Regions from separate parts of the Juglans regia genome. Here region 2 is linked to region 1. A link is a contact called in public Hi-C data. All regions are on one chromosome and are shown on one strand. Each heading gives the region's core, a stretch centred on a gene start, on an enhancer-like site or on the middle of the called end of the contact. The rest is flanking DNA. Distances are from core to core; before and after follow the strand shown. Region 1 has its middle 27 kb from the start of LOC109020919. Region 2 has its middle 29 kb from the start of LOC108981121.

Region 1 (2,700 bases), core at 136-2,635:
TATAGTCGAATGAACTTTTGGCCGGCGGTGACGGGGAATACGTAGGTGAACTAGGAGAAGGAAGCCGGGGCTGTGGCAAAGGGCACTTGGCCTGTCGCAGAGGTGGATTGTATAGCTGAGGTAATGGCAACAGAGGGTTGGTTTGGTGATTGTTCAATGAGCAGGGAATCTGAACTCAATTCTCCAATCCAGTTCTGACCATCAAATTCGGTGGAGTTGGCAGTGGAACCACAATTGAGAAGAATATAGTCGGTTGGAGGGTAATTATAAGGGGACGACGAGCCGCTGTCGACGGTGCTGGACAGGTGGCGTAGGAAGAAGACAACATAGAGAGGAGTAAAACGTGGTAGCAGGGTGGAACTCATTGTAGCATGTGAATAGGGTAGTGGGTGCAAGCCTGGAACCTGCACTTGGGTAGAACAAAAATCAAGCTAGAAGACAGTCAGAACTGAGAAGTGGGGCGTGGTGGAAGACTTGAAAAGTCTTCGGAGGACGTTTATTTGCATGATTTAAAATACTTTAAAAATAAGTTTATATTTTTTTAAGAAAAAAGTTTTATATTGGGGCATGCTGATAATTAATTGTTGACTTTGACCTACTGATGTAATTAACAGATTGCATCCACATTTGAACCCATATATAGAATTTGCCGTTTTGGCTCCATTGTTTTCAATAATCAGAACCATATTCCATGAATTAGTTTAAAATAAAGTTAAAAGACGCATCAATATTATTGAAATGTGATTAAAACATCATTTCTAGTGACTTAGAGATATATGAACTATATAATACGACACACTCAAAAGTTGAAATTAAGTTTATAAATTAAGAACAATTTGAATTAATTAAACTTTGGTGGTTATTCTTGTCATGAAGAAAAATTCCGGCACATATATATGCATGCACAAACAAACATACGAAGGATGGAATAAAACAATAAAGCAGGAACGCCATCAATTTGGCGATAAGAGATAGACCGATCAATGTTGTTTTGGAGGGATCTTCACCCGGCCCATTAGCTGCATCTAAAATTAAAGCTGGATCCTGCTGTAATTTTGCGTTGCGTTCAGTACTATGACTACTTGAGATGGACGCCAAGCATCAACAAAATGCCCCGTCGACAAGTCTTAGTCGGCATTATCTCTTTCGGTTCAGCCAATCAACGCCATTAATATTAATCCATTAATATTTCTTATTAAGCTATGGTTAATAAGGGATTTAAATAAGCACATGCAACAGTTTATTATAAGCTGCATGCTAACATAATTGTTCCCGATTTGGTTTTGGGGTTCTAAAACTAGCTTTGTATCCAATTATATGGGGTGGTTTAAGAATGGAAAATGATGGGCATGTATGGCTTTCGATGTGGCCCCAAAGTTCCGTAATGTGCCAACCGACTCTCACATGTAGGGAATCAAGATCTATCAGGCCGTCAAGTCAAGCCTTTTACTGTATGATGATCTCACTCACGGGAAAGAGGTCCACTTGCACATGATGACCGCATGGCATAGAGTCAGTGCGCAAGAAGTATCCTCCACCTGAAAAGATCATTGAAATAATAAGGATGTTATTGTTAGAGACAAACTATTATAAAGAGACAAACTAACTTTGTCAATAAATTTGAGCTATTACTGTCTTCCCAAGGCAATTAAAAGCGACAAACGTTGTCTTCGTCGTGGTACCTACAGCCGTTGCTAATCCTCATTAAAAATAAACAAACAAATAAATAAAACTTTTCCAGCTACTCCGAAATAAATTAGTCTTTGGGGCTGTTTGTTTGATTGTTTTCCATTATAGCTTCTGATGATCATGCTTTTAAATGTAATAATGAATATAATCAGTTAATTGCTGCGGTGAAAGCTTTTGCTGCTTAATTTGTTCTTTTAAAATATAGAATGGCGTGCATGGATATTGCATCTGTGTAAGAATTAAGAACTGGCACAAGTCACCGAACGAAACAAAAATCCGTCTTTGACTGGATCTGTTTCCTTTTTGTTTTATGGTCAAAAAGTTTCATTAACCAAGAGAACTGCATCACATGCAACGGAGTTCTCCGAGAATCACACCATGTCTCCATCCAAAACAGATGATACAATGCTTGAAATAAAAAACAGCATGGTAATTAATGACGGTTGTTGAAATGGGTCTTTATTTATAAGCTGATAACTACTGTGTGGCCAACATTCATCCGGTTCAATCCAATAATGCGCTGTGAGTGTGAATAACTACTGGGACGGGAAAAAGATCGTCACGTACGTGGCTCACTTCACAAAATTGATGGAACGAAGAGAGAGAGAGGGAGCTTTTTTACTATGGATCAAACGTGACATCAGCATGCACCCATTTAAGATAGTAAAATCATAATCTTATAATTATTTTACGACTTTACTTAAAATCGGAAGTTAGTTTTATAATATTAAAATTTATTTTTATGTCATGGTTTTATTAGTTATTTAAAAATGAGTTATAATTTTTTTTTTTTTTAATTTTTGGTTATGGTAATTAGTGTTTTCTATATCTTTTTTTTGTCTCAAATCATTTTTAAAATCCTGCTAATTGAACATATATGATAGGGGTAAATCACTTATCTACAGGTGGATCAAAAACAATGTCAAGTGGGTTAATTATGTTTAGGGTGCTGCTAGGTCCACCGATAAATACTACTGGAAAAGTCATCGAGTGTTCAATTATCATTATTAT
Region 2 (2,700 bases), core at 72-2,571, 45 kb after region 1:
TACTCTAATCTAGGCTAGCATTTACTAAGGAGATGTGCTATGCATCAGCCCGAAGCCGCAGCACACCACACATGTATTTTTTTTTTATTTTTCACTCAATGCGTTGAGTGTGTGGCGGCTTCGGAATGATGCGAATATTTTCACTTTACTAAGTACTAGCTACACTACCAAAAACTCTCAAATTTTTTATTTTTATTTTTTTAAACTACTCGTAAAAAAAAAATTTCAACTTCAATCAAACTTTCTACACTACCCAAGTTGTCCTAGTGACCTGTAGGCTTATTTTGTTGTTCGTAGAAACTGGCACATGGCCATCTTTTGATTTTGTCGTGTTGTTTGTCTCTATTCTATATCGAGTAGTATATATACAGAGAGGAGGGTCTGGGGATGATTATCTAAATTCTTATTAAGAATTCTCTTATATTTCTGGAGGTTAGAATTACTCGAAATGCCGTGTTATCTTTTTACAGTAATTAAATTAAAATCAGGTCATCCATTTCTTTGCACTTTCTGAATCCACAAGGTTACTTCTCCGTTCACTATTAGATTCATAACACACACGGAAGGGGGCTGAGATGGTGGGGGAAACAGCGAAGAAGCTGGATCACCTTCTTCTGGTGACAGTGCTGCTGCTGCTGATGATATTCTCGCCGCACACGACTCGTTGGGGAGCGACTGCTTCTTCAATCCAGCTTGACAACGGCACCCGCACCGCCCTTGATTACCAGGGCCGCATGGAGGAGCCAGAGCTGCTCTTCGATTCGGAAATAAGCAGGATGCTTGTTGACTATCCGACTGTCACTGGGGGCACAAAAACCCCTAATAAGCCTGCAGTATCCGGCTGTAACCGACCTCCAAAGTACGCAAGTTGTCTTCCCGGAAAAACCAGCGGTAACACAAAAGAAAAGTGTGGCACCTACAAACGCAAGTGCTAATGATATTGGTAAAAATGTTTTCTATCTACTCTGAAAATAAAGTCTTGGGGTGTGTGTGTGTTCAGTGTTTGTTTAATTTGTTTTGCTTTATAGCTTTCAGATCATGCGATCAAATGTAATAATAATGTAAATCAGTTAATTGCTGATGTGAAGGAAGTCTTTTGCTAATTCTTAAATTGTTGTTATGAACTAATTAGAATCATGGCGTCGCTATTGGAATATCTTTGTAAGAATTGAGAGCTCTCGCACAAGTTTTGCATCCACCAAACGAAACAAATTAAAATCCTTCAGTGACTAATTTTTTCTTTAATTTGTTTAATTTGAGATTGTCATTAATTAATGGGTCTTCTTGGATAAGATAGTAAGTACTGCACAGCCAGCGTGCGGCTAAAATTAGTCCGGTTCAGTCCAATAATGCACTGTGGATGACTAGTGGGGTCGGAAAAGGATCTTCACGTGGCTCACTTCACAAAATTGATGGAAACGGAGAGAGAGCCTATTTTACTATTGATCAAACATGATATCAGCATGCACCCATTTAAGATAGTAAAATAGAGTTTATTTTGAGGTGAGATTAAAGTTAAAAAGTTAAATAAAATATTATTAAAATATATTTTTTAATATTATTTTTATTTTAAAATTTTAAAAATTTGAATTGTTTATTTTATTTTATGTGGAGATTTGATAAAATTGTAATGATGAAATAAGATGAGATTAAATATTTCTTGAAAACAAACTAGGCCATCTTATAATTATTTTACACTTTGCTTAAAATCAGTAGTTAGTTTTATAATATTAAAATTTATTTTTAAGCAATGATTTTATTAGTTATTTAAAAAGGAGTTATAAGTTTTCTTTTTTTCTTTTTAATTATTGGTTATGGTAAGTAGTGTTTTCTATATCTTTTTTTGTCTCAAATCATTTTTAAAATCACATATATGATAGGGGTAAATAACTATTCCAGAGTTTTTCAGTCAGAACAAGATGGAATAGATAGTTGCCATCTTGACGCTCCCCTCACATTGGTGGTGACGTCGTTTTTGGACTGCAACTTAGACAGCTAGTTGGGCAACAATCAGGAACGCCAAAAATCCAAGACCTCGACCACTAAGTTTTGATCCAGAATGATATTAATTGCTGGTACTGGCTGCATGGCGTTTCCGTGGATTTTTTTTAAAAAAATATTAAAACTTAGATAAATGATTTTTATAATTATAGAATGCGTAAATTTTATGTAATTTTTTTAAAAATAAATAAATAAAATGTACAGAACATATAACTATATCTAATATTATACTAAAACTTAGTTTGGGTAGTGAGAATATTTGCGAAGTATTGAGAATGTTTGTGAATAGTTATGAGTAGAGATTCGAATGAGTTTATAGGTCCTATTGAGAGTACTTTGAATTATTTAGATGTGTGAAGTATATTGAATTGTTAACTTTTAGATAGGTAGTTGAAAAAGGTATGAGTCTCATAAATATTATAGTGATTTTATTTTTAATAATAAATATTATAGTGATTTTATTATACTGATTTTTAATATTAATAAATATTGCAGTGATTTTATTTTATTTTTATATATAATAATGATAAATATTATAATGATTTTATTTTTAATTTATATATAATAATGATAAATATTGTAATGATTTTATTTATATATATAATAGTGATAAATACTATAGTAATTTTATTTTTTATTTATATATAATAGTGATAAATATTATAGTGATTTTATTTTTTATTTATATTTAATAACGAT

What was found. Hi-C and Micro-C count contacts between places; a contact is called where the count stands out from the background.
Region 2: a Hi-C map of leaf shows a contact between it and region 1, with 9 times the contacts expected there. The contact joins two enhancer-like sites. A contact is called at or near these places in 2 of 3 Hi-C or Micro-C datasets (both in leaf).

Annotation. Positions count from the first base shown.
Region 1 is chr10:4,624,421-4,627,120 of Walnut 2.0, forward strand. It overlaps the pseudogene LOC108985220. Among protein-coding and RNA genes, the nearest start is that of LOC109020919, 27 kb to the left of the region's middle. Within about 2 kb of position 1,386, the one cell type or tissue checked has open chromatin away from gene starts, as enhancers often do. A contact at or near this core is called in leaf, where this site is marked.
Region 2 is chr10:4,669,045-4,671,744 of Walnut 2.0, forward strand. No RefSeq gene overlaps it. Among protein-coding and RNA genes, the nearest start is that of LOC108981121, 29 kb to the right of the region's middle. Within about 2 kb of position 1,322, the one cell type or tissue checked has open chromatin away from gene starts, as enhancers often do. A contact at or near this core is called in leaf, where this site is marked.